Linked DNA regions of Mus musculus: all the other regions are linked to region 1. A link is a contact called in public ChIA-PET and promoter capture Hi-C data. All regions are on one chromosome and are shown on one strand. The core of a region is the stretch at or near the end of the contact, and the rest is flanking DNA. Distances in the headings are between cores, read along the strand shown. Region 1 holds the start of Rad54b (RAD54 homolog B (S. cerevisiae)). Region 2 overlaps Tmem67 (transmembrane protein 67). Region 3 has its middle 10 kb from the start of Gm52723. Region 4 has its middle 5.0 kb from the start of Gm46844. Region 5 overlaps 1700123M08Rik (RIKEN cDNA 1700123M08 gene). Region 6 holds the start of Trp53inp1 (transformation related protein 53 inducible nuclear protein 1). Region 7 has its middle 37 kb from the start of Pdp1.

Region 1 (4,267 bases), core at 929-3,428:
ACACACACACCCTCACACACAAACAAAACAAGCAAATGTAAAATCGTTAACTTTAAAATTTTTTTCTTTGGGCCTATATACATAAGGTTTATATAAATAAAACAAATGAATTGTTGGGCTGGCAAGATGGCTGGCTCAGTGGGTAAAGACAAGCCTGGTGACCAAGAAGCCTGAATTCAATCTCTGGAATCCATATATGTGGTGGAAGAAGAGAACCAACTCCCACCAGTTGTCCTCTAATTTTATACATGCATCATGGCACAGGCATACCCACACACACATAGACAAACACACACACACACAACGTGTAAGTAAAATTTTAAGAAATATAAATGAATTTCATGATAAGACCAGCAAAATATGTGCTATAACATTAACACTGATTATCTCCGCATGTTAGATTAAAATGTGATTTTTATTCTGAGTTCTTTTCAAACTTCAAATTTCCCACAAAGACAATGTTATCTTTATAACAAACTACACTGGTTAAATATATCATATTTTGTTAAATCTAAAATGCCATAAATTTTCAAATATGGCATTATTTTATATCCACCATTGCATTGAAAGCTATTCTCAATTTCATTAATGTTAAAATGAAATACATTAACTATCTGATGCAAATTTTAACTCATTTAAAAGATTTGGGTGGACGTCATGCTCTGTGGTTTCTTCAAATACAAACCATCACTACAAGCACAACCTTAAAGCAAATTATGAAACTGGTGCTTTGTTGATCTAATTTGTTGATGCATTTAAAAGTAAACTACAGGGGCTGGAGAGATGGCTCAGCGGGTAAGAGCACTGACTACTCTTCCAGAGGTCCTGAGTTCAATTCCCAGCAACCACATGGTGGCTCACAACCATCTGTCATGGGATCTGATGCCCTCTTCTGGTGTGTCTGAAGACAGCTACAGTGTACATAAAATAAATCTTTTTTTTAAAAAGGTGAACTACAGAAATTAGTTTATTTCCCAAAACATATTAGCATCTTTACTAGTTTGTTTTGTTTTCTAGGACAAGGGCTCTCTATAGATCCTAGACTGGCTCTGAACTTGAGATCTTCCATCTCCGACCGGCTCTAGCTGGTTTGTAAACTAGTTTTGCTGAGACCTTTTTTACAGGCCCTAGATGTAAAGCCACTTGGCAGCTCTATTGAAATGCTGCGATTTCTGAGGCTTGTAACACGCTACGGCTGAGATTAGGTCTCCCAAGGAAAACGGCCAGCCCAGGCTGATATCTGGAGCACATCATGTTTGCCTTAATAACTGTGCACCAATGACCTTCCCAGCAGGTGATTCTGCAGTTAGCTTAAATCCGTGTCTCCTCTTGTGTCTTATTCACTCTTAATCACACTCAAGCATACGACTATGCAACGGTGAGATTAATTTAAGAATTCAGAACAAAGCTTGACACACAGTACTCAAATACTTTCTGTAATATTATTACTTATAATTACTGTTGCCTGTTTAATCCACAAAATCCTATGAAATCAGAAACAACAAAGGTCCCAGGAGAGGAAAGACAAGAGGGATTATAGAATCATAGCCAGAATCTCTGCCTTCCTCTGGACTACATGGGGAAGAGGGTGTGGCAACTTCTAGGATGCAAGAAAATAAATAAAACTCCAACAGCTAGCAACAGGCCTTGCTATTTCTGCTTTTTGGCTTCCAGCCACGTTGGGTAATAAGATTTCCATTTCATACTGTAAATTCCCCTTAGACTTTGGGACTCCAATCTACCTACCTACAAAATCCTCCATAATTAATGTAAATGGTGTGTTTTTGTTTGTTTGTTGAAACCAGGAGCGGAGAGAGGGCGAGAGAGAACTAGTGGGTGGGTAATTCGCCTAGGGGAGGTGCTAGATGGTTCCACAAGCTCTTGGCTGACACCTGATGTTCTCTGGCCCCAGGCGGCCTCGGGGGCCGTGGCCTCCGAGATCGCTCGGCCCGCAGGACCCGCCCCCCTGCCCCCTGCCCAGCCAGCGAGGGCGCTCCCGCCGCCTCGCCCAGCTCCCCGGGACCCGCGCCATCCTGCACCAGGCCCCGCACGCGCCTCCCCGGGCCTCCGCTGCAGAGACCTACCCCGCAGGCTGACCGAAATCGCGAGCGCCCCGCAGCAGGTACCAACGCCTGCCGCCGACCAGCTCGAGCTTCCCGCCTTCCTACAGCCAACCACGGGCCGGGCGCCGAGCATGCGCACCACGGCGTGCAGTGCTGGTCCCGCCCCCGACTCTGATTGGACAACCGTTGCAGGTACCTTTGCACTTCCTTTTACGTGGGTCTAGGTTTGGTTCCGGTTGACTGCTAGATCTAAAACGAACCGATTTGGTTTCAGTCTTCAGGTCCTAGCTGAGGCGATAAGCCTCACAACTTAAATCAATAAATTAGGATTCGGATCATAGAAGTGTGTGCACCACTGAGGTACACGAAATCCTGTTACTCAAGTGACACTGAGCTACAGTAGTTGCAGCCCCTGTTTTACAAGCCCTTTTAAGGTCTAGGAGTATAAAAACAGATGCGTGATTATTGGACTCTCGTGAAAAGGAGAAGAGCTCCTTTAAACTTAAAAAAAAAAAGACACTATCTTAAAGTATTGTAGACAAGGTCTTGATAGACAAAGTCTTGCTGATCCTTCTGCTCTAAGAATTCTGGAGATAGATCCTTTGAAAAGAGAGAGTGGTTAAAGGTCATTCACTAGATTTTATACACGTTTGACAATTAAAATGCATCCTGTTCTGGTGTCTCTGGACACTGCACACATGAAGTACACCAACTTAAGTGCCTGCAAAACACCCATAGACATAAAACTTAAGTAGACCCTTCCTCCGAAAACAAGGTTTTTTAGAAACCTTTGACCAGTCTAACTTCAGAAGCCACCAGTGTTGTATATGACCGTTGTAAGATATTTAGTGATTTTTTTCTCTTAAGATGCACACACTCACACACACTCACTCACACAATTAGCGATGCAGTTTCTATTAAAGCCTTGCTTAAATCTACATTAACATCTCTTAACTCAAATTTGGCTTCCCACTGACTTCTGAAATTATTTTCTTTGGCAAAGTTAAGAAGCACAGCCTCATCTGAGCAGAGGTCTCTGGTGAGACCCCTCCGGCCGCTGCAGGTGGAAAGCTGTTGTTTGCTGCTACTATGGTGCCTCTCTTTCCACGGGGTGAAGTCAGGTATGCTGGCACACACTTATAATCCCAACACTCAGGAGGTTAAGGCAGAAGGATCACCATAAGAGAGCAGCCTGGGCTACATAGCAAGACTGTCTCAAAAAGCAAACAGGCAGACACATAAATAAGTAAATAGTCTTGTTAAAATGACATAGACACAAAAATTCTACGCATTAATGGGCACCATGAGACGCTTTTACTTGTGTATGTATTGTAATCAAGGTAAACACACCTACCGCTTTAAATTCTTATTTTTTTTTTAGGGTGAAAACTTTGGAAACCCTTCCTTCTGGCTTTTTGAGATATACTGTACAACTCTCTCTGCAGTCACCCTGCTATGCAACCTCGTGCTAAAATTCTTCTAGCTTTCTGAGTGTGAACTAAAGTTTCTTCTTCATAGTTAGCATTTCACTTCATCTGAAAAGCTACAGGTACAAAGATTAAATATGGACATTTTTCTATGGCTTATTTGTATCTCATGTGCACTGCTGCTTTGCCTGCATACATGCCTGTGTGAGGGTGTCAGAAGCCCTGGAACTGGAGTCACTGACAGGTGTGAGGTACCATGTGGGTGCTGGCAATTAAACCCAGGTTCTCTGCAAGAGCAGCCAGTGCTCTTAACTGCTGAGCCATCTCTCTAGCCCCTTTATAAACATTTAAATATAGGCGTTTTGTTTTTTAAGTTCAGTCAGTAGCAGTTTTAAGTACAAAGCAAACAATGTAATAAGGTTCTCTATCCCCTTTCCACTACACACACACACACACACACACACACACACACACACACACACTCACCTAGACAAAGTATCACTGTGCAGCCCAGGCTGACCTAGAACTCCCTATGTAGACCAGGCTGGCCTTGAACTCACAGAGATCCACCTGCCTCTGCCTCCCTGAGTACTGGGATTAAAGGCATGCACTACTACACTTTGGTTTTTAAAGGCAGTGTGGCCCAGAACTGTTAAGAGAAGAGCAATACAGCAGGCTGGTTTGTCAAAGGAGCGGACACATAACAGCCATTCAGAAATGATGTTTATTAGAGAAAGGGCCTTGCCATGAGGGGCTCCCAGTGGAGGAGCACGACAA
Region 2 (4,267 bases), core at 1,146-3,645, 500 kb before region 1:
AATAAAAGAGAGAAGCTGAGCTCTTAAGGATGTTGAATATTAAAAAACAATAGTGAATGACATTTTTTTTTATTAGTAGTATATGTGTAGTGGGGGAGGGGCGGCAAGTGATGGCAGGCTCCCATGCAGACCAGAGCCATTAGGTTCCCCTGTAACTGAGCTGCAGTGAGGTGGAATTGACGATGGCTCACTCAGCCTGGGAACTGGGAATTGAACTCAGGTCGTCCTCTGCAGGAGCAGTATGCACTCTTGACCACTGAGCCATTCTTTCCGTGTCTCGGTGGAAGGATTATCAGCAGCTGATAGAGATGATTCAACAGACAGACAGATGAAAATCATCAGCTTTGTAACTAGCAGGATAAAGTTGAACCAGAAAATGAAGTTTGGACCTGCAGCCCTGATTCACTAAAGAGTGAAGGCCCTCAGTGTCCAAGAGGGCCCACCTATGAAGGACAGAGAGCTCGTACACCCAAAAGGCAGGCTGTACCAAAGAATAACCCTGGAAAACCCTGGTCACACATGGCCAGTGCCTCCCTCGGTCCGTCCCTCGGAGAGAGCATTCCTGCTCGGAGGACAGATGAGCGAGAGAGGGACAGAGTGAAACAGGAAATTCTGGGTGCTTTATTTTCTTCTGGAGATTTGTAGATCACCTGTCCTCTGGGACATGGGAAGAAGGAAACAAGCTTTCCTTATCACCAGCACTCACTAATAACTTTTCATGTCTGTCATTCTGCTTTTTATTATTATCTATATTAATAGTCTTCTGTGTTGCTTAGCAGGTGTGGTGCTCTTGCCCTGCTTGTGACCAGGCTCTCATAAAAGAGCCATGGTTCTTGACCTTCCTAACGCTGCGACCCTTTAATACACTTCCTCATGTTGTGTGAGTGTATGTGAGTGTATGAGCCCCCTCTCTGCCATAGGTAGGGCTCAAAGACACACATAAATCATTCTTGTTGCTACTTCATAACTAATTTTGCTATTGTTATGAATTGGAAATAAATAAACTGATATGAGACCCCTGCGGTGGTAATGGCCCACAGGCTGAGAACCACTGCAAAAAGAGGGACATAATACAACGTACATGAGACCTTTTCCTCATTTGTAGTACTAAAAACAATTAGGTCAGATCAGTTTCTGTTCACTGGATTTACATACACTAGTACTGGAGAAGACAATACAGAAACATGCCAAGTTACAGGATCCTGCATTAAAATTTCCTAGTGAGTACATTTATTTTAACACAAGCACTCTTTCTTTAAATATTATTATTGCCCATAGTTTACAAACTAAGTCTTGAGAAACTGTAATATAAGAAATAAAAGAGGAGCGCCAGCTGGTTCCTCAGTGGGTTAGGGTGCTCCGCAGACACCGGACAGCACAGCTCCAAAACCAGAAGAGCCTAATGGTGGAAGGAGAGAACTGACCACCCAGAGTGGTCCTCTCTGACCTTCACATATGTGACATGGCATGCATGTGCCCCTACACACACACACACACACACACACACACACACACACGCACATGCACGTGCACGCAATCAATCAATAAATATTAAAGATAGAAGAAAAAGAAATTTAGAGTAATGAACTACCTTGATTTGATGAGGCTCACCTCAAATTTATTGTAAATGGAAAATATACAGTTGTTTGATAATTTTAAATTATAATACATTTTAATTAAAGTATAATTATGTCCTCTTACATTCCTTATGACAGCCCTGACAAAGGCTGTGTTTGAGTTTTGAGCACCCAGCTGTCCTTCACATATGTGACATGTCCTCGGTAGCCTCAGCAGCTGGGTCCACTTCCTGACTCACCAAGCAGGTCAGCAATCAACAATAGTTCCCTTGGGTTTCCTCTTTACCACCTAAGAAAGGACTCTGCACCTTGTCTCCTGGTCTTGTTTGTCCCCTCCTCAGCTAACCTTGTGCCTGTGTGATGTCCCTTTCAGACAGCATCTCTGATAGATCCTTTCCTTCGCTTATAAAACTCTTGGGGTACTTCACCTTAAAAACACACTAAAGCAGCTAACAGCCAGCCAGCTCTTTCCTCGGTGTTGCGAGCTCCTCAGCCTGCACTGGTTGTTTTCCTTCCACTTCCCAACCACTTCACTCATTGCGTCCACTCCAGAGCTTGACTTTGGTCTTCCCTGAAAATCTCCCAGGAAGGTCAGCCATCTTTACCTTGGTACTCTACTTCTGACAATGCACTCCTGACTCTGCCATCCTTCCCCGAACTCACTCTTCTGTAACCCTGAGAAAGCCAAAGGAACTGCCTCTCCCACCTCTCATACGCCAGTTTTGTCTCCTGTATCTTTTTTCAGTTTCCCTTCCCTCCATTCTTCCCAGTCCCCCACACACCTCCCCTCTTCTCCAGATGCACTCCTCCTCAGTTACCTTTTAAAAAGGCAGGCACAAATTTTCCTATCAAGGCTGAGTGAGGCAACACAGAGGAGGAAAAAGTCCCAAGCACAAGCAAAAGCATCAGGAATATCTCCCCCACACACTCCCGCTGTTAGTCCCACACGAACACTCAGCTACACAACCATAACATACGCAGAGGACCCAGCTTAAGCCCGCACAGGGCCTGTGACGGTCCCTTTGGTCTCTGTGAGCACCAGTGCTTTCTCTTGTATTGTAATGCCATGCAGTCCACAGGATTCCTGTTCAGACATTTGAGTATTCTGCCTTCTTAGGGGACGGTTGATAAACTTGTGATACAAGGTCAATCATATGTCTTAGCAACAAAAGCTTGTCTGGAAGTGAAACCTGATTAACTTGGCTTGGACTACTGCCAGAGACCTGGGTTCCCAAGAAACCCTCTTTCCTCTCATGCATGTTCAAGAGAGAAATTTAGTGAAGTGTAAAAGTTCTCAAAAAAAGCATCTCTCTCTGTGTGAATAAAGGCCAACATCCGTAATAGGGACCGTTAAAAATATAGCGCTCTTGGCAAGATCTGGCCACAAATTTATTATGAACATAGGTGTATGGTACTGAATTTTAGTCTGACTGATCTGTTCTCTTTACAATCCCAGATTTCCTTCTCAGTGAAGTATGAGATGAATCAAGGAGACGCATCTGTGCACACAGATGTGAGTACCTTTTAACTTGTTAAATATTTACATTCATTTTTCAGATTTAAAATGTGAACATTAGTAAAGTTGTGAAAGTAGATTTTCATGTGCTTTTGTCCTGGCTTCCCTATGATGCAGTGATAGTAACCAGGCAATTGACAGTGACGTAGACCTACCTGCATAATGTTTGCTATTACAGATTACAAGTTTGTCTCTATCGCTTTTCTGATTTTACAGTGCTTTCAGTTGTCACATCTGCCATATGTCCTCCAGTTCGTGACAGTGCTCCAGTGTTTCTTTGTCTTTCATGGCCATGATACTTTGTTAGCATTTTTTGACCATCAATTTGGGTTTTCTGGAAGTTTCCCATGATTAAATTGAGTTTGTGTAGTTTTGTTAAAGATGCCAAAGGAATGTATCAGGCCTTGCTCAGTGTCTGGAGTCAAATGTGTGTGTGTGTGTGTGTGTGTGTGTGTGTGAATCTATAGATTCTATAGATCTGTAGACCTTTTTCTTTTTTAAGAGAAGTCTCTCACTGAACCTTGAGCTCGCAGATTTGGCATGTCTAGCTGACCAGCAAGCTTCAAGGATCCTCGATCTCTACCTCTGCAGCATTAAGACTGCAGTCACAGGACACTGCTTTTTATGTGGGTGTTACATGGGTTCTGGGGACCCAACTGTGCGGCAAGCACTTCCTGAGCCATCTCTACAGCTGCTGCCCTCTAACCCTGGTGCCCACTGGGATGCCTGTCTGCAGAAAGCATCCCGGCGGTGGCGTTTGCCTGCTGTGTTTCTTTCCTTTCTTCTGAACTCATAAATTGGAACTTTATTATAAAGCAAAACTTTACCCTTGCCCTCACAAATTATTTATTCAATTTTTTGTTTAAGTCAGTATGATCTCATGGATATTTAATTTGGGTGATTTTATATTCTATTGCTATTCATTTTTCTTGCTCAGTTTCCCCCAAACTTAGCCAATGGAATCTCTCTCAGCTCCCATGTCATTTCAAGCGCTCCCCCTTCAGTGTTTGAGAAAATGTCACTTTCGGTTTACAGGGGTTTTCAGTACCAATGAGAGGAAGTGTATTCTAAATGTTGTTTTTTCTGTCTTCTTTTTTGTTTAGATTGCGTTGGGTGTGTTGGGTGGGCTGGCTGTGCTATCATCTCTTTTGAAGACAGCGGGATGGAAGAGGCG
Region 3 (4,267 bases), core at 1,061-3,560, 480 kb before region 1:
GGCTGTAAATAGATTATCTTATGTTGACTACTTTATTGAAAGCAAACTTTGGCTTCATGAGTCAGTAGATTATTTTCTACTAAGGAAAAAAAATGGGTTCAAGATACGTTTAAAGTCCCTTCCGGTCTGGGCTGGTGCCCTGAGCAGACCCTGGGCTAAAACACCACAGCCAGTCCCACAGCACTCAGAGGAAGCTCTACTCCCAGGCACTCTAACACTCCCAGGATCATAGGGACCCAGGACTCAGGAACTCTGCCTGAACAGTAGCATGGGTTCCTTCCAGTCTGGGCTGGTACCCTGAGCAGCTCTTGGGTGCGAATGACATAGCCAGTCCTACAACACCCAGAGGAAGCTCCACTCCCAGGTGCTTTAACATGTCCAGGATCCCAGGAGCTTGGTCATACTAGCATCTCAGGGTCCCAGAGGCAGCTTGAGCTGTGACACACCCACAATCTCAGGATCATAGAATCACAGAGACAGCCGAACTCTCTGTTCTGACACAACCAGGATCACAGGAAGGACAGGCTTCATATAGCAAGGGCAAGTAGCACTAGAGATAATCAGATGGTGGGAGGCAAGTGTAAGAATATAAGCAACAGACACCAAGGTTACATGGCATGATCAGAACTCAGTTCGCCCACCATAGCAAGTCCTGGATACACCATCGCACTGGAAAAGCAAGATTCCGATCTAAAAATCACCTCTTATGATGATGATAGAGGACTTTAAGAAGGACAAAAACAACTCCCTTAAAGAAATACAGGAGAACACAGGTAAACAACCTGAAGCCCTTAAAGAGGAAATAAAAATCCCTTAAACAATTACAGGAAACACAACCAAACAGGAGAAGAAAATGAACAAAACCATCCAAGATCTAAAGATGGAAATAGAATCAATTTTTTTTAAATCACAAAGGGAGACAACTCTGGAGATAGAAAACCTAGGAAAGATTAGGAGTCATAGATGCGAGCATCACCAACAGAATACAAGAGATAGAAGAGAGAATCTCGGGTATAGAAGACACCATAGAAAACATTGACACAACAGTCAAAGAAAATGCAAAAAGCAAAAAGCTCCTAACCCAAAAAATCCAGGAAATCCAGGACACAATGAGAAGACCAAACCTAAGGATAATAGGTTTAGAAGAGAGTGAAGATTCCCAACTTAAAGGGCCAGTAAATACCTTCAACAAAATTATAGAAGAAAACTTCCCTAACCTAAAGAAAGAGATGTCCAGCTGGGCGTGGTGGTGCACACCTTTAATCCCAGCACTTGGGAGGCAGAGGCAGGCGGATTTCTGAGTTCGAGGCCAGCCTGGTCTACAGAGTTCCAGGACAGTCAGGGCTATACAGAGAAACCCTGTCTCAAAAAAACAAAAAAGGAAGGAAGGGAAGGGAAGGGAAGGGAAGGGAAGGGAAGGGAAGGGAAGGGAAGGGAAGGGAAGGGAAGGGAAGGGAAGGGAAGGGAAGGGAAGGGAAGGGAAGGGAAGGGAAGGGAAGGGAAGGGAAGGGAAGGGAAGGGAAGGGAAGGGAAGGGAAGGGAAGGGAAGGGAAGGGAAGGGAAGGGAAGGGAAGGGAAGGGAAGGGAAGGGAAGGGAAGGGAAGGGAAGGGAAGGGAAGGGAAGGGAAGGGAAGGGAAGGGAAAGGGAAGCAAAAAGGAAAGCAAAGGAAAAAGGAAAGGAAAGGAAGGGAGGGAGAAAGGAAGGAAGGAAGGAAGGAAGGAAGGAAGGAAGGAAGGAAGGAAGGAAGGAAGGAAGGAAAGAGATGCCCATAAACATACAAGAAGCCTACAGAACTCAAAATAAATTGAACCAGAAAAGAAATTCCTCCTGTCACATAATAATCAAAACAAAGAAAGAATATTAAAAGCAGTAAGGGGAAAAGGTCAAGTAAAATATAAAGGCAGAACTATGAGAATTACAGTAGACTTCTCCCCACCTTGCTTCTTGGTCATGGTGTTTCATTGTAGCAAAAGAGACCCTAACTAAGACACCCACTTTTTTAAGTCCTGTGCTCTGCTCTGGCACATGCTTTGTTTCCTTTTGTTTATTTCTGTAGCACCTTTAACACTTTCACCTATTTCCTAGCAGCCCTGGCTATATCTTCCACTTATACCACTTCACAATAAAACAAACCCTAGAGAGCTCTTTTAAACTTTTGTGTACTTTGTATCCTTCTCATCGGCAATCCCCTAAAATACTTGTATAAACAGCTTGCTGCCTTTGGAGAAAGCCAGCCTGGGGACCTCACAGGTCAAGATGACTTTTAACTCAGTGCTTTCAAACAGGAAGCTTGTGTCTGTTTCCTGTATGTAAATATTGACTGGCCTCATCTAAGGGGAAGTCCACATTATATAACAGGAAGTAGGAAGCAAGGCAGCTTAATGACCATGTGCCAGGTCTGCCAGAAACAGCTGGGAGTTCAAGTGAGAAATTATTCACTTACCAGGAAAATTGCTACATCTTTACCAGATATAGCATTCTTGGCTCACTACTTGGAGTTTCCCAAAGAGTAATTAATATACTAAGAATTTATATTACTATACAACAGGAGTGGGGGGCGAGGGTAGCTCAGTGGTAGAAGACTTGCCTAGTGTATTAATCTTAGTTCTCTAGAGGAACAGAACTTACAGAATGACTGTATCAGTAGCAGAAGTAATTTGAATAGAATAGACATACTGGTTTTGATTTATGTTTTTTCGTTATACTATGAAGTGTCAGCTCCTTATTCTTTCTTGCTAGGAGATCCTGCTCCTCCTAGAGCCAGTTCGTAGAACTAGAGAAATTAGGTAGGAGCATGACTGGGGTATATTATACAGACTAATTCACCCTAAGCCCCACTTCAGGAGGCATCATTCCGGGGCCAGGAAATGAGGAATCTCCGGTGGCTTAGAACCCTATTCATGTTATGCTGTCCTAAACCAATTGCCTGCCTTGCATTGCCTTTTCCTTAGAAATCCCAAATACAGCTGTGACTCCCTTCATGCCCCCATGGGTGCTTTCCCGTGTGTTCCTGCACTCTGCCTTCTGTTTCTAGAGCCTGATGGTAGAATACTCATGTGTTACCCAGCTGTCCATCACACAAAGGAACACAGGACAGTGTCAGGTTTGGGAAGATGAGGTTGAAAGAAAGGGTAAAAGATCCCTACATCATGTCTCATCTCAACCACATGTAGAGTTAGCCAAGCTAATTTTCCTGGCTGAATTGTATATGAACCACGCCTCCCAAAATCCCAGGTGTTGAAATCTTGGTTCTCAGTGATGCTAATGAGAGGTGACTGGACCATGCAAGTCTTGACTTCTCAATGGCTTTATCCATTAATGATTTCATAGGAGATGGGTTATTAGGAATTGGTTTTTATTGGGAGGGGTGCTTCTGCAGGGCCCTTAGCCTCCTGCCTCAGCTTCCTAGAGGCCTTGAGGTGAGCAGCTCCCTGCTGTTGCAAGCTCCTACCATGATGTTTTGCCCCATCAACCAAACAGTGATTCCAGCCATCTGTGAAATAACACCACTGAAAGCAAACTCAACCAATCAGTCCTTTGAGCTTTCTTGGGTATTTTTTTTTCATGGTGACTGAAACCAACACACCTCTCCTACCTTCAAATAAATGCAGTCAGCCCTCCAGAATCTGAGATCCAAAGATTTAGATATGTGCCAAATTTTCTTTTGTGTATCCAAACTGAACACGTGTAAACGGAAACACCTTTTCTCTCTTTCTTGTTTCCGAAACAATACAGTCTAACAACTATTTACATTTCACTTACACTGTAATAGGTATCATGTCACTTATGCAAGCTTGAAGTGTGTGGTGAGATCTGAATGGGTTGTATATAAGTTCTATGCATAAGTGCCTGGGAACATGGTCAGCCTTCTTAGTGAGCATGAGAGTGGAGAATAAAGCCAGAGGGTGCCACCAGGATGCCACCAAGATGGAAACAGTTTTAAAAGTTTACCATGCATTGTCAGCGCTGTTAGAACAGATGAGCTTTCATATTGTTTTCTCTACATGAAGTCATCGTAATCTGAAACTTTCCAACTGACCATTGTGAAGACTTCCCTGAAATTAACAGCAGGTGGCAGTGAAGAGCAGACTCAGCTTTTCAGGGTCTCAGCTTTTCTAAAAAAAATTAATAGAAACATGAGGAAGGTGTGTGCTTTCTGGATTACAGAAACTCAGAAACTGGCTGCCCTCTAGACCCCGGCTTTCCCATCTGTCAATCCTCACTTTACTGGCTCTCTCCTTATTTCGTCAGAGTGTTGGGCAGCTC
Region 4 (4,267 bases), core at 542-3,041, 450 kb before region 1:
TCATTAAATGGAAAAGCTAGTGGTGTGAATATTTCTGATTTGACTTTTAATATTCAGGAGCATGTGTGCTCCTGAAACAATAGCAAGTACTCAATCTCCTCTTCCCTCTCCCCCTCCTACCTGGAAGGCACCTTTGGAGACACTGCATTGCTTATAGAAAAGGTAAACACTTTCATTTACAATCCACTTTAACTCTGAACAGCAACGAGACGAGACTCACTTCAAGAATGAAGTGATGCATGCTATTTCATTCAGATAAGAAATGGACTACATTCTGGTGTGCTAAGACCTTAGAGAGAAGATCAACAAGGTGATTTACATAGAAATAATCAGACTAAGTTCAAAGGCAAAAGGAAAATTTAACTTTAAGAATAACTCTTAGATTGGTTAATTTTTACAGAGAACGATTTTGATCCAAAACAAGCGGCACACACGGCTCAGTCAGGCCTTGTGGTTTGAATTTCATCTGTGGAATCCAAAAGGCAGAAGAGAATCAATTCCCACAAGTTGTTCTTTGATCTTTATACATACACAGGCATGTGTGATGCCTGATCACAAGTGCACTCACACACACACACACACACACACACACACACACACACATGCACGTGAGTGTGCATTCATGCACACATGTACACACTACAATGCCAAAACCATATGATAATGGCTCATCTATTTTGTATTTTAAAAAATAATGGACCATGGTTAAAGTAGTGGTGTATACACAGGAACATGTGAAGAAATACACAATGTAATATTCTGGTGAGTAACCTAGCAACCAGGAAATGTTCATAGAATTTCCAGTCAAGCGTTCATTGGGTGCTAGCATCCTAGCATGAGAATTAGTGCTGTATTAATGTCTTGTCATATGGCTCACACATAATGGATATCCAGACAAATATCAGTGCTCCTCAGCACAAGAAAAATGCAACATTCTATACACCCCCCTCCCTCCTTCATCCAGAAGTGCAGGCTACTTGGCACTTTGCCTCACAGAACAATCATGTGGGTTAGTTAAATGAAGGCTGGCCACATGAGGTCTGTCATATCCAGGTCTCTGTGACTTCCCCATGAAAGACACAATCACCTGGTTTTTTGCTGTTATTTGCTTGAAGCAATGGGAATGTTTAACATGAAGAGTGCTTCAATCTGTTTATGAAGGTCTGCCCTATACTTCCTGTGCTCTGTCTGTCTCTCAGGTGTGCTGATTTCCCCTCATAGTCTCTGGTATCAATTGCTCATGAAGGAAACTACTCTGTGTTCTTTTCAGTGTCCTGTCATCCTGTCCAAGTCAACATTCTGGAAGGACAACCTCCTTGGGATGCCTCCCCCACCCCATCCCTCAGACTGTTGGCTCTGCTGCCTTAGTTTTGGCTGTTGTTGCCATGAAAATCTCACCCCCCTCTCTCCTCCTGCCTGCTCCTCCTCTGTGAGGAGTTGCTGTGAGTTTGGAGTTGTCAAGACTTTCCCTCTCTCTAAGGCCTTACTCAGATGCTCTGGTTTCCCTTAGCTCTTCACTTTTTACTCCAGCTTTTTCTACCATCCCTAGCCCCCTTCTCACAATGTCACCCCCAATGTCACCTCTAAGACCCCTTTGCCACTGATGTCATGTCTATACTCCAGACTGACTTCTGTTGTCACGAAGTTTCCCTAAAGTGCTCTCTGGGTCAGCACTCTTGAGACGAGGAAGTGCCCTGCTTCCCTGTTGGCACACTCTGCTGCATATACACATGTCACTGACAGCAACAACAGCTGCTCCTGTGACTGAGCCGTCATGAGTCAGGCCTGGGACAAACACTGTATTCATCGAATATCACAGCTTCTCACAACATTGCTACAGAGTGGGTATTAAGCTCTCTGTACAGATGAGGGAACAATGGGAGCATGTGTTTTAATGGCTCATCCAAGATTTCCAGTTAGAATAAGGCAGAGGTTTGACTACACTTCTCCTGATGCAAGTGTTAAGGCTACGCTGCTTTCCAAAGGCGTGAGCTTCCAGTTCTTGGTCTAACGTTCATGGAATCTTCTGTTCTAAACTAACTGATTGGTGTTCTGTAGTAGGTGCCGTCTACTTCGGAAGGGCCAATCTCTGCCCCTCACATAGCCCATGCTAACCCTGTCCTCTCCACCTTTTCCTCAGCGGAGTCTCACCCTAGGAATGTGTTTGCCCTTAACTGCTGTTGATATAAAAATCACTGATTCTTAGAGGTCCTGAGAACGTTCAACCTCCAACACAGATTGCTCTCCAACCAGTGGGTGAGTATCCCCATTTTTATTTATGGTCACTGGGCTGGAGAGCAGGCTTAGTGGCCAAGAGCACTACTGCTCTTACAGTGGACTTCTGTTTAGTTCCCAGCCCCCACATCTTACAACCATCTACAACTCCAGTTCCAGAGGGAATCTGATGCCCTCTTCTGGCCTCCATGGGTACTGCACATACACATGGAGACCAAACATTTGTTGATATAAAATTAAAATAACCTTTACAAACTTTTTTTTTAATTTACCATCAGTATTCTGTAACTTAGTTTAATCTCTCCAGTTGGACATGAAATTGGAGCAGGTAGAAAAGATTATGTAATTGCTCTACAGATCCACAGAACTGTTAGGATTCTAATCTGGGATCTGGAGCTGTGGGACCAGAGATGCTATTTGTCCTGCCTGAAACTGAGTTTACTCCTCTGTAAAAGATAAGAGTCCTTGTTTGGCAAAGTTGTTACACCTATTTTATGAGATAAAGACTCAGAAAGCTCTTTCTGGGACCAGCCCTGTGCTTCCTAAGTGCCCGTGAGTTTCCCTTCCTGTTTGAGGGTTGGGCTATGACTCAGACTTTAAGAACTATAATAAGGATGTAGCATGTGTTTTCAGTTGTATAACAGGGTATTGAGTTACATTGAAAAAAGTAGGAGAAAAATATCCCGTGTGCAGAACCCATTTATCACTTTGGTAGAGAGAGTAGATTTGTGAAGTATCTGAGCTGAGAGTGCTTGGGAGAGAATAGACTCAAGCAGACATGTGCGCATGCGTCCTCCTGGAAGCCCGGAGCTGGAAGCCAAACGAGCATCTGCTGGTGGATGACGGATAAACAAACTGTGGAGTGTGCAAACAGCAGACTCCTTCAGCCTCCAACAGACAAGAGACCACAGTATATAATGCATACATGGACAAATGTTGAAGACGTATGTCTCATGCACAGAGTCACTGACAAAAGGATAAGCGATGTATATATAACACCCCTGGGCGCCTCGGGTAGTTAGATACACAGAAAGGGAAAGGAGAAAGATGACTTCCAGGCATCAGGGAGGAGAGCGACGGGAAGTCACTGTTTAATGGGAGCCAAGTTTATTTGGGGTTAAAAGATGATTCCAACTGCACCTCGCTGTGAGTGTTTAACGCTCGTGACCTGTGCACCCACGTCAGCAGCAGGATAACATTTTATGCTATGCATATTTTGTCCTAATGAGCAGAAATCTTGAAAAGAAGAAAGAGGCAAAGAGAATGGGACTCTTCCAGATTTCCACTCAGAGGCAAGAATGCACCTCCATTCCCATCCCCAACCCCCCAGTAAACAGATTCCTGGGGACTCAAAGGACACACTATAGCTGTGTTTGTCATTGCTTCATCAGTCTGGCTAGTTCAAAGTACAGGTGACACAGGAAACAAAAACCCAACTGCCTTATGCTCGTAAGCAGATTTACTGGCTGACGTAACTAAAAGAGACTGTGACTTCCAAACTTTAACAAGTATTGGAGTCTTTTACTCAGTTCATAGGAACACAGGTGGCTGGAGCCTGCTCCCGAGTTTCTAGTAAGGCAAGATTGGGGTGGGGCCTGAGAATTTGTCTCTAGCTGCTGCTGCATTGCTGGATTGCACTGAGAACCACATTTCTCGCACACTCAGACACCTTCTATGTCCTCAGGGCTCAGACACTGGTGCCCTCCACACTCTGATGCTTCCTTCAACCTGTCAATCCGTACTTGTCTTCAGGTAGATCTTCCCCATGATCATGATGTCTACCCTGAGAGGAGTCTCTTTCATGCATGGTGTGTGGTTAGCAAGCCAAATGCCAGCATTTCGAGAGCAATACTAACTGGATCTCTTTTGAGTGGATTTCTCTCACAATCCCATCACACTGGCTGGGTGTGGGTTGTATGGATTGGTTAGTAGGTACTGCTAAGGCTGTGGTGGCTCCAGCTTCCTTGGAATCAATTATGTAACTCCCAAGAGGAAGTGAGAAAAGGAAGCATGTCAAGGAACAGTCTTTTCC
Region 5 (4,267 bases), core at 662-3,161, 430 kb before region 1:
ACCATGAGGTTGCTGGCATGGCAAGCAATCTTACCCACTGAGCTATCTCACTGGTCCTGTGACAGTTAATTTAGTGTGTCAATTGACTGGGCCAGCCAGTGAGCTGTCCAGATAATTGGACAACTCTGCAAGAATGTTTCCAAGTGGGGTTAACATGTGACTCCGTAGAGGTGAAGCAAGCTGTCCCCCACCCCAGTGCAGATGACTCTACTCCATCAGCTAGTTGGAGACCTGAATAGAACAAAAGGAATGAATAAGAAGAACTCTTTCCTTTTGCTTGATTGTCTCCAAATTGGGTGCAACTCTTCTGCCTGTTGACTCTGACTTAGTTCTGAGCTTATACTATCCATTCTCTTGGTACTCTGGCCTTTGGCTGCACCACTGAGTCTCCTGGGTCTGGAACAGCAGTCTCCAACATCAGAAGACATGAACACATTACCATTCTGTCTCCTTGTACTTCAGGATAACCCTCATGCACTGGAGTAAACTAATGCCGCCTCCTGTCTAGCTAAGTTGCCTTTCCAACAAGTATCTAGGCAGACCAGGAACTCCCTTGAGACCCTTCTAGTCCCTGCTTCTCCATGATCCACAATCCGTATCTTAGAACTACAGACCTTTTGAAATTTGCATTCAGCATCTGGTTTGACTTTCTTCTTTTTCTTAGTCCCCTCTTTACCACTATCACCATGCTAAAGACACCCCATCCCTCAGACATTTGTACCTCTTGCACCAACCATCTCCATTCTCTGCTGTGCCCTTCCCCATTCTCTCTCTGGCTGGATAAGTGCTAGCAAGCATTTGAAATCCATCTTAAGTGTCACTTCATCAACATGTCCATCCCCAAAGTTATACAGCCCCAGTTATGCTCCATTCTGTATGAAAGAGTGTTCTCCATTGTGGCAGGAATGAATCTTTTCATGGCACCTATTTCTATCACTAGATAGAAGGCTTCACAGTTTCAGCTTTGGACCCCAGGGATCTAGCAAATAAGAGGAATTCGGGCCCTGAGTGCTGGAATTCTGAATATAAGTAGGAACATGAAGGTGTGGTAAAAAGATGCAAGGCACAAAGGAAACAGATTGAAGCTGTACTACATCCCCCAAGGCAGACTTCTCTTTAGATGTTGTCCTACTTAGGGTTTTACTGATATGATAAAATATGATGACCAAATGCAATTTGGGGAAGGAACGTGTCTATTGTATCACAGTCCATCACTGAGAGAAGTCAGGGCAGGAACCTAGAAGCAGAAAGTAAATAAAGCAGAGGCCATGAAGGAATGGGCCTTGCTGAGGCCCACCTGTCCAGGGATGGTGTCACCCTTACTGGGCTACTCCTCAGCAATCTAACCAATGTCCCACAGATTTGCCTCAAAGTCAGTCTAATGGATACATTTTCTCAACTGAGGTTCCTTCTTCTCAGATGACCCTGGGTTGTATCAAGTCAACAAAAACTAAGCAGCAGAGATGTCTTGTTTAGTAAACATGTTGTCTTTCCTAGCAACCATATACACTGTGGCCTTGTTTTCATAAAATTTATTTTTGTAAAAGTTCTTATCAGTTTCTAACTGGGCTTTGTTGTGTGACTTTTCCTCGTGAGAGGTCTGCAATGTTCATTCATTCCAGATACGGTGCCAATGAGTGATCAAAGAAAGGATTTTACCAAGGTCTATGTTGACCCAGTCAGTTTATTGGGGTTATCCACAGGGGTAGGGGTGGCACACAAGCAGCCACAGCATTGAAAAGATCACCCCAGCATGGGTGATGACTCAGGAAAAGTGTATCCCTGAGAGCCCCCTGCCCAACATGCTGCAGCTGCACTGAAAAAAAGAGTCTTACAGGCCTCCACCCAGCCCTCACCCCACCCCAGCAATATCAACTTGGGAAGGAGTCTCACAAATCTTGTAACTTTCCAAGCCTTCCGCGTCCTCTGAGCCACTCCCCATTTCCTCCAGGAAGGGAAGTTTCAATCTGGAGGAAACAGTTACACTGAAAGGCCTGAAGAGCCTTGCGTGATTTCATACTGGAGAAAGTTCCAGAACATACGTATTCTGCCTGGTACTTCTAGGTTCATTGATTCCCATGATATCAGTATCCATTGATGGCATGGTTTAATGTGAAATTAACATTTTAAACAGGATAGAAGTTCAAGAGAATATTCTCTGCTCTTTTTTTTCAATGATGACTAAACACACACTCAGGGTTTTGAAAGTCAAGCTCTGTAGCTCATACAGTGTGAAAACCATAGAGTAGTTAGTCATGTTTTGTAATGAAGCTTGGCAAAATCTAATGCGAAGATTAAAAGGGAAAACAGATTTATTTTTGGCAGTTGACAGTTTAGGCCTGGTGAGTTTCTTATCCTGACTCCTATTAAGCAAGAGGAGAAAACACCTAAATATAGGATCTTAAGAATGAAACTCCAGAGGGGATAACAAAAGTTGGTTTCATTATGTTAAAAGCAATGCAAAGACCAGAAAAGAAAGTGCTTGACACCATTAGACCGTACAGGCAGTTGGCCTTGATGTTTTGCTGCTGAGCAACTGGGGAAATGAGTTATTTCCACTGTGGCCCAAAGCTGCAGGTTTCTCCTATGACTCATCCATTAAAAAGCTTGGTATGAGGAAGGGCTTTGAAGCCTTGTGGCCTCTCTCTGTTAACCCATCGGTGTAAAGCCAGGCTGGACTTCAGCAGGAGTTTTGTGGGTCAGTTTTATTGGGACACTCTGAGGTTTGAGGTCAAGTGATTTCATCCTTCATTTTAAAAAATACATAATTGCAATTTTGTATGTACACATGGATAGCCACAACACCTTCAGACCAATTCTTATTCTCCATTCTGCAGGCTAATGTAAACATGACCACCTTAACTTTGGGGAACAGTGAACACAGACTTTTCTTTTTCTCCTCTGAGTTAAATGAAGAGATATATGCAAACTGCCTAGCTCAATGCCTCACACATACTCCTTGTTCCCACAGTAGCAGCTAATGAAGGTGTGCTGTTATTAGCATTAATGATATGCGTTGGGTAGATAGCTGGCTAGAAGTCAGAGACCCAGTATGCAAAGTGGCTCAATGAGTCTTTATGCAAAGACTTGGCTTATGCCATTGTAAACCTGTGTTTACTCACCTATTACTTAATCTACTTTCACTTCCTTCCAACTTTCTAACTTCAGCCCTTTTAACCCCGTGAACGTAGTGATCAACACAGGGGGTGCTCATAGCTCCATGCCCCAGGCTTCTTCATTGCTCCTGACATTGTCTTCAGCCAGAGCAGGTCTTATGTCTGGCCTTCTGTGAAGCAAGAAGAGCTCTGAAATGGTTGGCTCTGTGTGGCTGCATAAATGCTTTGCAAAGCCACAACCCAAAAGATGTTTGCTGCAATGTTTTCCAAATCCAGGGACAGCCTGACTAAAAAGTCTTTTAGTAAAAGCTTGTTCTCAGATAAAACTCAAATTTGTCTGAGTCAGTAACAAGAGATACTATTTCATTTTCAGTGAGAAAGATGGCAACTTTGTCCCATAAACCCGATGGAATTTAATCATTTCAACTTGGGAATAGAAAACTTTTACTTGAAAAAATAAAACTGCCCACACTAGCTTTAGATAAGGGGCAGACGATGAGGACAGTATAATTTCTGCCCCTTGCATCTAGATGGCTTGTTCCCCTTCAAAGCCTTCGTCAGACATTTTGCTAAGTCTTCCCACAACTGTGGCACAGGCAGGTGGGGCAGCTCCCAGAATACAGCCATTGCTTAAAGAAGAAAGCTGGTCTCCAGAGGTCATGTGACTCTTGCTTGGGTCAAACTAACTTATTATCTTATGCACACCACCAGACATGTGACTCCCATGCTCTCTAGGCTCCCACACACCTCCCAATCCTTGGGATATATCTGAACAGCAGCGACTCTGCCTTCTCCATTAGTTGCCTTGGAAGCTAGCAAAATATTTTGGCATTTTCATGTGATAAAAGTAAAAGAAGTTTACAAAAAAAAAATTGCAACTTCTCAAGAAGGGCTGCTTGCTAAAGGGTGAGGGGAGGGAAGACTCTATCAAGAGATTCTATATAACCCTCATCAGCTGAGCACTTTCAAGGGGGTTGTTCCATGATAAGCATTCCACTATGAAAAAGGTCCCTGGAAAGGGTCATGCCCAAATAAAAAGCACTACCTCTCAGAACATTTCATGGAGACATTTATTTGATTAAACGAATGCTACAAGAGATGCAGGTCTGTGAATCAGAAAAAAGGGCATCTTTGGCTCATGGCATAGATTG
Region 6 (4,267 bases), core at 1,324-3,823, 400 kb after region 1:
AGAGAAAGTAGCTGAGTTTACTTGTGGGTAAAACATTCTCCTTTGAGAACTTACAGTGGAGTGATTACTTTGTAAGATCTTGCTGGTATGCCTTTCTTGGTTTGGTTTTTGTTTTTGTTTTGAGACAGTTTCTCTGTGTAGCTTTAGCTGTCCTGGAAGTCACTCTGTAGATCAGACTGGCCACAAACTCCTGAGAGATCTGCCTGCCTTTTTAGTGCTGGGATTAAAAGCATGGGCCACCACCACCCAGCAGGCACTTTTCTCAGTTTTGAGATACATACCCAGGGAAAGATGGTGTGGACTTAACTGTTGATTTTGGAAACTTGGTCCTTCTACCACATGTGGGAATTAGTTATATATTTTTTTCTTTGAAGGATATATATGTGTGTGTGTGTGTGTGTGTGTGTGTGTGTGTGTGTACATATATATATATATATACATATATATGTACATATACATATATCTCAGAATGCTTATGGTTTGTGATAGGCAGTTGAGAGATTTATTTCTCTGACCTGTGATGAGGAAACTGAGCTCCAGAATGAAGTGAAAATAACTTGCCCAACAGCAAGTGAGCTGGTGTCTTGAGGCAGCAGTAGGGCAGGAATCCTTTCAACCTGGTGCCTTCCTTGCTTTTCCCTGCACATGACCTCAGGCTCCTTCCAGCCTGATTCTAAAAACTTCAGAGACTAGCACTTTTCAGTGGCTTTGGCTGCCAGCAGGAGGCTCCAAAAACATCTTTTAAAATTAAAAACAACAACAAAAGCACCCACAACTTTGATGAATGCAGTTTTGAAATACCAGCTGGCTAAACATACTGATGAAAAGCAACCTTAAAACGATTACTTGTGGGGCTGGAAAGCTGGCTCAGTGGTTAAGAGTGCCGACTGCTCTTCTGAAAGTCCTGAGTTCAAATCCCAGCAACCACATGGTGGCTCACAACCATCCATAATGAGATCTGATGCCCACTTCTGGTGCATCTGAAGACAGCTACAGTGTACTTGGATATAATAATAAATAAATTAAAACAAAACAAACAAACAAAAATGATTTCTTATGGGCCAGAAAGATAACTCAACATGGCAACGTGTATGGTGGCAAGCCTGATGGCTTGAGTGTGATCCCCAGAATATACATGGTGGAAGAAGAGAACCTAGCAGTTCAAAAAAACAAAGATGCTAATAAAAAGGTTTGTTCTTTTAGTCAGAAACAAGGGATGGCCTTGAACTGATTCTCCCACTGCCACCTGTTTAGTACTTGGTGGCATGGGCCACCTTTGATTCAAGTAATTTAAAAATCAATTTTGAACTACAAAAATACCAAGCCAAAAGAGTTGCCTGTGCTCCTTACACCTCTGTCTATTTAGCTAATTTACAAGGACTTACCACATCCTGTTCAGAAGTCTGAAAACAGTGAACAGAGAGCGGTTAGGTTGGTAATTCACTGCTTTGTTAACCTTAACTTTTGAAAGCAGTCGTTTCCATGAGAAATACACTAGGGAGCAGAAAGGAGTAAAAGACAAGATGAAAAACAAAAGAGACACTGGTCACAAAAATTAGTAGGCCATGGTTTCCAGCAAGGACTTTGAAAATTATAGTGGCTGAGGCTTGTACAAGCTGCCTAGTGTTTTCACACCTTACAATCACCACCAAAGATGTGATTTTTAAGATCTTGGGGGCATAGCCGGGCGTGGTGGTGCACGCCTTTAATCCCAGCACTTGGGAGGCAGAAGCAGGCAGATTTCTGAGTTCGAGGCCAGCCTGGTGTACAAAGTGAGTTCCAGGACAACCAGGGCTATACAGAGAAACCCTGTCTCGAATAAAACCAAAGGGGGGGGGGGGGGAGAAAGATCTTGGGGCATTTGTAATGATGTCGGTCCGAAGACCCAAGCTCAAAACTACTCAGCATTCTGAAAGAGCTCTTTCAGCCAGGAACTCCTTTAGTCTTTAAGGAGTTAACAGGTGGAAAGGGGTTCCCCGTTAATCTGCTCTGAACTTTTACACGGAGTAAACACACCGTGAAAGTGGAAGCAAAATGAAGGAATTGCACGTGAAATCCCTCTGCAAATAGTAAACACCGCTTCCTTTTAGTTAGCTGTGTGGCCTTAAAATTACTTTCTGTGCCTCCAAGTTTCCTCCGCTTAAATAAGCAATGTTGGGGCCTCGCAGGGCGGTCGCGACTGAAACGAAGTATTTAGAACCCACAGCAGTCTCTAGCACACCCCAAGTGCCAGCGACCAAACTGATGAGGACGGAAGCGACGGGAAGTGCTCTCCCCACAGGTGCAGGCTCGGTGATGCGCGAGGTCAGGAGGGGTCGGGCGGGTCTCCGGGTAACGGAGCAGGTTTCCCGTCACCCGCAGGTTCTCGGTGTCGCCGTGCTCGTCACGGCAGGGAGAGAGTCCGGCATGAAAGCCAGAGAGCGGGCAACCAACCGCCGCCCTCCCGCCTGTGTAGCCCGCACTTACGTGAGCCGAGCAGAGCTGCGGGTGCTGAGGTAGCTGCGGCAGGCCGGGCTCCTGCGCTGCGGTCGCTGCCCTGGCCGCCGCCGGCCCGTCCGGGTCCTTTTGTTGTTGTGCAGCTCTGGGAACAGCTGATCGGCTTCCCAGCCCCGCCCCGAGCCGCGCCAGCCGCAGGCCGACCAATCGGCTGCGCGGGGGCCTCCGGGGCCGCCCTGCGAGAGGTTGTCACTAACGCACGTGACCTGGCACTGGGCCGGCGGCGCGCCCGGGGCAGAAACAAGCCCGGGCAACAAAGCGGGAGCCGGAGAACACTCCGGGTGAGCGGGAGGAGGGGGAAGAACAGCGGCCCGGGACTGGCCGTGGTGGGAGCCGGCGGGACCGAGAGGAGAAGAGCCCGACCCCCGGAGCCGCTTCGGCTGAGTGAGGAGCCCAGAGTGTGGGTACAAGGCACTCAGCCCCCTTTTGCTGAGGGGCTGGTTAGGGATAGTAGTTGCTCCTCTGGTCAGTGTGGAGAGAAACCAATAGTCGCGATGCTGAAGGCAACCCACCGCTGGACATTGTTTTAAAAGAAGTCAGGGCCCCAAATACATGGGATGCCTGTGTCCCACTCATTCCTCACCCCTTAGACAGTAAGCCGGGGCCTAGTCTGCCTTATGAACTTGAACAGGAAGCTCTCAGGTCTTGCCCCCCAAGAGTCTGCTCTAGAAAGACAAAAGTCGGGCAGAGGAGGCCAGAACTCGGCCTAAAGGGCCTTAACTTCCGAAAAGAGGAACCCCGAGTGAAGAATTACCTCTGTTTCTTCCCAGGGGTCTGCATCTAAAGCCTTATAAGAACTGAGGAGGTTATGACCTTTTTTACAAAATGTAAACATTCACAGGACGCCTAGGTCCTCACCAGCTATTTATAGTGAGAAGAAAATGAGACACTACATTTATAAAGAGAGTCTAATCCAAAGCTCTACTGCACATACATTGGGGGATTAACTAGGAGTGACAGGAGTCATGTTGGTCCTGTCAGTTATATGGATTCTGTGGGGCTGAGATGTAATCTTCTGGCCTTGGTAGTCTCAAGAGACTCCTAGGTCTCGGATAGACCATCGAGTCACAGCCTGTTTGTCACCTAAGAAAACATCATCGGAAAACACAGATATTTACAATTCACAGTAGCAAATTATACTTATGAAATAGTAACAAAAACAGTTTTTATATTTGGGTCACCACAACATGAGAACTGTATTAAAGGGTCACAGCATTAACAAGGTTGAGAACCGCTGGGCTATACAGATGTGCGGACAAAGAAACAGGTTATAGATAAAGATGACAAATATCTGGCTTCTTCCTCGTCCTCTTGACATGAGACAAAGACCTTGTTTGTGTGCTTTTTCTCCTGTCAGCAGGGGTTCTCTTCTTGGTGATTGGTCCAGGCTAGTCCTGGACATGTTTTCCTGAAACTGTGGGCCCATCAGCTCCCTGTTGTTTAATTTACCAACCCCAAATTAGGAGAGGGGAACCCATTCCAGACCACAAAAAAACACTTAAAACACCGAGCCTTCCAGGGGAGAAATGGGTTTTGATCTCCAAGACCCTCTGCTCTCTGCAGGGAGTCAGAGAATTGGTCTGACACTCAGGTAATGATCAGTATGTGTTGATCATTTGACCATACATGCTTCAAGGGTGATCTGTGCTCAGTCTGGATTTTAGATTTTGGCAAATCAAATATTTTCTGTCAAATATTATTGCTATGTTAGGAGCCCTACCATCTGTTGTTTCCCTTTAAGAATCAATCCATCTAGAGGCCACTGTGTCCC
Region 7 (4,267 bases), core at 837-3,336, 370 kb before region 1:
GGCCCTTGCTGATTTTAGAGTCAATGTGCGGGTTTCCTAAGTACTAGAAATGAACACCGACAGTGTAAGCATACTCAGTTCTAGGGGCCTAAATTGAATGTCCCTCAGGGTAACCCCCGCGTTTCCTCCTCACTTCTGGGTTGCAGTTACCCATGTCTGTACGCTCACGCATCTGTTGTTGCTTGTGGTCATCCTATCCTTTTTACAGCAAAGAAATATGTCTGAGCCAATTTGTGCTTTCGCTTTTAACTTGTTAACTGAGCTTTCCTTTAGTTGTCATGGCAGAGTTCTATTTGAGCTAAATATTTCACTTCTTTGAGCCTCTTCATATTTAAAAACAAAAGCACTTTGCCCCATTTATTTTTCTGTGGTGTCACAGATTTAGTACCTGAGTGTTTTACTGCCTTATAAACTATTTTGCTCCTGAGTTATGTAGGAGAATATCTTTTTTCCTAATTGTCCCAGATTTTTTTCAGATAATCTCTTATCTTTTATGCTACCCTCCAATTTTTAGCAGAGCCTCTGATGGGTCTGAGGGTCTGGAGCTCATCAGGAAAGAGTGGACCTGATCTCTCCACCTCACCCACTAAGATGTTTGTGTCAGTGTCTTTGACAGGCTTTGGTTTCTCCAAAGTCTAAAGATCTGTGACAGACAACCCAGACCTATTGGGAAAAGCAGATGTGATATGCCCTTTCCACTTGGAAAGATAGTGTAGAAGGTTTTCCTGGTGGGTGAAAAGGACAGTACCTCAGCCTTGGCATTGTTGACAGGCCTGGGACAAAGACTGGTCTTAAGAAGACAGGATGATGAGTCCCTCTTTTGCACAACATCCCCAAAGTGGCAGGAGAAAGGCAGCTCTAAGTGACAGCTCTGGGCATCAAGAGTTGGGCAGAAGCAATGGGGAGCGAGCCTCTCACGGAGGACTTGCTTCAGTGCTTTTTTCCATGGAAGGAGCTATGCTGTTGGGCCAACATATCAGGACACCAGGGATCATCAGTGCAAGAGAGACAACACAAATGCCTTATATGGTGAGGAGTGACGGGCAAAGCCAGAAACCACGGGCAGAAACGAGACCCTTCTCTGCTTGCAGACCAAAGTCTTCCACTTTCCCTTTTTGAACTGCCTTAAATGAATTGTTTGTTGTGCTCGTGAAGGACCCGCTGGAAATGAGGCAGAGTCTCAGGATAAAGGTCCGTATGAGCACTCTGCAATTTGAATATTCAAATCCGTTCTAATGAATTTAAAATGTGTCTTTCCTGTGCCAAAGAGTTAAACAGTCCATATTACTTTTAAACTATATTTTGTAGTGGGTAGAGCATGCGAATTGAATAATTTACATTCCTGATGTTCTTTTGAGATTTTTGTCTAAGTTGAAATATTTTAATTGATTTTCCCTTATTCCTAAAGCTATGTTAATTATTGGTAAGTTTAAAAGATAAACACATTTAAAAAGAAATTGAAAAAATACAAAAACATACTGTTTCTAATAACCACAAACACTATGCTTCCCAATTTGAACCAATGAGTCAAACATAAGAATACCTATGAGAGTGCCCATATCAAGCATTGCTGTTTGGTCTATACCTGGCTTACTTAGCACAGGTTATCTTCAGCTTCCATCAACGTGGCTTATAACGGCTCCACGGCATGCTTGGTCACCACACTCCCCTCTTCAGTCAGTTCTCCAGCTCTACCCCTGCAGTTCTTCCAAAATATATGTCCAATCATATCCCCCACTCCGCTTATAACTTAATAATGGCCTCCACAGCCCCAAGATCGAGGCTTTAATGTCCCTGTGGCTCAGAGGTTCTTGATATCCTAGTGCCTGCTTCTTGCAGTCTTGTGATCACCTTGGCCTCTGTGCTCCGGACACAGGGCAGCCTGTTTCTGTGCTTAAGAGTCATTCTATATCTCCGTCTCTCTTCCTCTCTTACTGTCAGGTTGGAACTTGGTCGTTTCCTCTCAAGGCTAACTGCCTTGTCTTTCATCCACAAAGAGCATTTGGACATTTTCAGCTCTGCCAAGCTCTGGTTGCACCTGGACTAGGCAACATTGCCCCCTAGAGGACCTCTAGGTGCTCTGGCTGGGCTGACTCCTGAAATGACCTGAGACCAGAACTGAGGGTGACTCATATGGAGACTGGATCATATGCCACTGTTTCCTTGGCTATTGCTTCTGCCCCAGACTCCCTTTCTTTTGATATTTCAACCAATCTTTTAGACCTTCTCCTTGGGTCCATCCGGATCTCTTAATTTTCTTTGTATTTTCCATTATTGCTGTTTTTCTGTGTTACATTCTAATAGTTTGTTGTCTCTCATCTTTTGGTTTTCCAATCTTCCCTTCAGCCATGTGTAACTTAGAATTAAAATCTTAGGCTTGGCTATTAACTTTTGAAAGATGTAAGGATTAAACTCAATCATCTCAAGCCTGCTAAGCATAAAAAAGGCATCCTGTAGCTATACTATGACTGCACCCACAGCCTGGCTGTTACAATATTTTGAGACAGGGTGTCACAGTGTAGCCCAGGATGGCCTTGAGCTCATGGTTCAAGGTTATGCCAGCCTCCCAAGTGCTGGGATTGTTGCGTTTTTTCAAATAGTAGGATTCCGATTTAGCTCTGTTTCAATTCTGCTGTTACCTTTTAATATACAGACCCCAGATCCCTGTTAAAACTATTAAGCCTATGTTTCATTTATGTTACACAGTAAGCAGAGGTGTATAGTTTGCACATGAGAGTTTCAGTAGTGATGCCTTTTCCTGGTATCTGCTCTTTCTATGTGGTTCCTGACTGTGTCTGGTTATTGTTCATATGAAAAATAGTTTTTAGAAATAATATGAAGACTGGGGCAGGAACATGGTCATACTTAGAACATTTTGAGTATTTATTTTACTTTCTCAAAGAAAGACAGACTGCTGGATGTAGCCAATGATTTAGACGTATTTAGAATCCTGAAAACTTGACTGTATTCTCCTACAAATAGACTTCCAAACTTTGTTTGGAGGTTCTAGCAAGGGATTGAGCCTCTCATAGATCCTTGACCCAAGATGGATCTTCTATTGAGAAAGGTTTTTCTCTGCAAGCATATGTACAGCTTGTCAGGAAACACACACATGGTCTGGGAACATGGAAGAAGGGAACATATGCCTAGCCAGTCAGATTAGCTACATCACCTGCCTAATGGGATGACAGCTATCATAGCCAAATCACCTTTATACCTTGTTTATTTTCACCAGGTGCAGCCATGTGGCACTCCTTCCTTGTCCTCAGAGGATACTCCGTGACTCATAGTGCAAGCTGAATATCTGAGGTAGTGCCAAACTACAACGTCTTTCCAGTCTATCCTACAGTGTCAGAGACAGTCTATCTGTCCTTGTCTTATACACTGGTGACTCCTTTATATCATATTGCACTTTGGGGCCATTATTAAATAAAATAAGCATTAATTGAACATAAGCATGTGATATTATGATAGCTAATTTGATAACTGTGACCACTTCCAACTGATTAAACTGTTAGGAGTATATATAATGTAAATACACTGCACAAAGACCCCTCTAAGTTATGTATATGGACTTAAAGGCTTCAGAAGGCCAAACTAAAAAGAGACATCAGAACTCCTTTTAGCTCCTCCAGTGTCAAAGGGGTCAGTACAGTGGCTTGCATTACCATTGCCTTAGGGTTTTACTGCTGTGAAGAGATACCATGACTAAGGCAAGACTTACAAAGGACAACATTTAATTGGGGCTGGCAGGTTCAGAGGTTCAGTCCAGTATCATCAAGGTGGGAACATGGCAGCGTCTAGGCAAGTATGGTGCAGGAGGAGCTGAGAGGTCTACATCTTCATCTGAAGGCTGCTAGTGGAAGACTGACTTTCAGGGAGCTAGGATGAGGGTCTTAAAGCCCATACACACAGTGACACATGTACTCCAACAAGGACACACCTACCTCAACAGGACAACACCTTCTAATAGTGCCACTCCCTGGACTGAGCATATACACACCAACACAACCATCATTTACCTAGAGCAGCTCTCCTGGGCTAAGGCAGGTTGGATCTCTCTCTACTACTTGCTCTCTGATACCCCGAGAGAGTCAGCTGGAACAGATGACAGCTTCCAGCATGCATTTCTCTAGCATTTTTCTAGTTAGCCTAGCACATTTCCTAGCCTATGATATGCCCCCTGCATGTCCTTTCTCAGTTATGTTTTGATATCCTCTCACTTTACGTAGAGCAAGGTGTACAAGGGACAAGGGAAAGGAAAGTG

What was found. Promoter capture Hi-C pulls out the DNA fragments that hold promoters and counts their contacts. ChIA-PET counts read pairs in DNA pulled down with a chosen protein or histone mark.
Region 2: a contact with region 1 is called in a promoter capture Hi-C map of hippocampal neurons, with 6 times the contacts expected there. The contact joins the enhancer-like site here to the promoter of Rad54b in region 1. A contact is called at or near these places in 17 of 39 promoter capture datasets (the 3T3-L1 cell line, 3T3-L1-derived adipocytes, the C10 cell line and 12 more), 3 of 115 datasets of contacts at active chromatin or transcription factors (the NIH/3T3 cell line, bone marrow-derived macrophages and embryonic forebrain) and 1 of 9 other capture datasets (embryonic stem cells).
Region 3: a promoter capture Hi-C map of pre-B cells shows a contact between it and region 1, with 6 times the contacts expected there. The contact joins the enhancer-like site here to the promoter of Rad54b in region 1. A contact is called at or near these places in 16 of 39 promoter capture datasets (the 3T3-L1 cell line, 3T3-L1-derived adipocytes, the C10 cell line and 10 more), 2 of 484 Hi-C or Micro-C datasets (the G1E-ER4 cell line and palatal mesenchyme) and 6 of 115 datasets of contacts at active chromatin or transcription factors (bone marrow-derived macrophages, craniofacial prominence, embryonic basal ganglia and 3 more).
Region 4: a contact with region 1 is called in a promoter capture Hi-C map of liver, with 2.3 times the contacts expected there. The contact joins the enhancer-like site here to the promoter of Rad54b in region 1. A contact is called at or near these places in 15 of 39 promoter capture datasets (the 3T3-L1 cell line, 3T3-L1-derived adipocytes, the C10 cell line and 11 more), 6 of 484 Hi-C or Micro-C datasets (the G1E-ER4 cell line, bone marrow-derived macrophages, embryonic fibroblasts and 3 more) and 5 of 115 datasets of contacts at active chromatin or transcription factors (bone marrow-derived macrophages, embryonic basal ganglia, large pre-B cells and 1 more).
Region 5: a contact with region 1 is called in a promoter capture Hi-C map of the HPC-7 cell line. The contact joins the enhancer-like site here to the promoter of Rad54b in region 1. A contact is called at or near these places in 8 of 39 promoter capture datasets (the C10 cell line, the HPC-7 cell line, cranial neural crest and 3 more), 1 of 484 Hi-C or Micro-C datasets (bone marrow-derived macrophages) and 2 of 115 datasets of contacts at active chromatin or transcription factors (bone marrow-derived macrophages and large pre-B cells).
Region 6: a contact with region 1 is called in an RNA polymerase II ChIA-PET map of memory CD8 T cells, with 32 read pairs. The contact joins the promoter of Trp53inp1 here to the promoter of Rad54b in region 1. A contact is called at or near these places in 1 of 39 promoter capture datasets (pre-B cells), 2 of 115 datasets of contacts at active chromatin or transcription factors (embryonic stem cells and memory CD8 T cells) and 2 of 9 other capture datasets (adipose tissue and liver).
Region 7: a contact with region 1 is called in a promoter capture Hi-C map of the HPC-7 cell line, with 2.6 times the contacts expected there. The contact joins the enhancer-like site here to the promoter of Rad54b in region 1. A contact is called at or near these places in 12 of 39 promoter capture datasets (the 3T3-L1 cell line, 3T3-L1-derived adipocytes, the C10 cell line and 7 more), 3 of 484 Hi-C or Micro-C datasets (Sertoli cells, embryonic fibroblasts and liver) and 1 of 9 other capture datasets (liver).

Annotation. Positions count from the first base shown.
Region 1 is chr4:11,556,831-11,561,097 of GRCm38.p6, reverse strand. It overlaps Rad54b (RAD54 homolog B (S. cerevisiae)), which reads right to left and starts at 2,178. Exons shown (of 15, transcript NM_001039556.3): 1 at 2,085-2,178. It overlaps LOC115489931 (predicted GPI-anchored protein 58), which reads left to right and starts at 1,279. Exons shown (of 3, transcript XM_030253962.1): 1 at 1,279-1,294; 2 at 1,806-2,255. The coding sequence starts at 1,279. Gm35693 (a long non-coding RNA gene) reads left to right here and starts at 2,272. Exons shown (of 3, transcript XR_390401.4): 1 at 2,272-2,423; 2 at 3,067-3,184; 3 at 3,445-3,646.
Region 2 is chr4:12,057,344-12,061,610 of GRCm38.p6, reverse strand. Tmem67 (transmembrane protein 67) reads left to right here. Exons shown (of 28, transcript NM_177861.5): 15 at 3,034-3,090; 16 at 4,197-4,267. It overlaps Gm52723 (a long non-coding RNA gene), which reads right to left. Exons shown (of 4, transcript XR_003955369.1): 4 at 1-299. Among named protein-coding and RNA genes, the nearest start is that of Gm52723, 12 kb to the right of the region's middle. Within about 2 kb of position 2,395, at least 3 of the 459 cell types and tissues checked have an H3K27ac peak or open chromatin away from gene starts, as enhancers often do.
Region 3 is chr4:12,034,849-12,039,115 of GRCm38.p6, reverse strand. No RefSeq gene overlaps it. Among named protein-coding and RNA genes, the nearest start is that of Gm52723, 10 kb to the left of the region's middle. Within about 2 kb of position 2,310, at least 26 of the 459 cell types and tissues checked have an H3K27ac peak or open chromatin away from gene starts, as enhancers often do. A contact at or near this core is called in the HPC-7 cell line, bone marrow-derived macrophages and pre-B cells, where this site is marked.
Region 4 is chr4:12,006,840-12,011,106 of GRCm38.p6, reverse strand. No RefSeq gene overlaps it. Among named protein-coding and RNA genes, the nearest start is that of Gm46844, 5.0 kb to the left of the region's middle. Within about 2 kb of position 1,791, at least 148 of the 459 cell types and tissues checked have an H3K27ac peak or open chromatin away from gene starts, as enhancers often do. A contact at or near this core is called in bone marrow-derived macrophages, embryonic fibroblasts, hippocampal neurons and 3 more, where this site is marked.
Region 5 is chr4:11,988,380-11,992,646 of GRCm38.p6, reverse strand. All of the region lies in intron 4 of 1700123M08Rik (RIKEN cDNA 1700123M08 gene), which reads right to left. Among named protein-coding and RNA genes, the nearest start is that of Gm52722, 4.8 kb to the left of the region's middle. Within about 2 kb of position 1,911, at least 163 of the 459 cell types and tissues checked have an H3K27ac peak or open chromatin away from gene starts, as enhancers often do. A contact at or near this core is called in the HPC-7 cell line and bone marrow-derived macrophages, where this site is marked.
Region 6 is chr4:11,154,747-11,159,013 of GRCm38.p6, reverse strand. It overlaps Trp53inp1 (transformation related protein 53 inducible nuclear protein 1), which reads right to left and starts at 2,573. Exons shown (of 4, transcript NM_021897.4): 1 at 2,467-2,573.
Region 7 is chr4:11,927,375-11,931,641 of GRCm38.p6, reverse strand. No RefSeq gene overlaps it. Among named protein-coding and RNA genes, the nearest start is that of Pdp1, 37 kb to the left of the region's middle. Within about 2 kb of position 2,086, at least 15 of the 459 cell types and tissues checked have an H3K27ac peak or open chromatin away from gene starts, as enhancers often do. A contact at or near this core is called in the HPC-7 cell line, where this site is marked.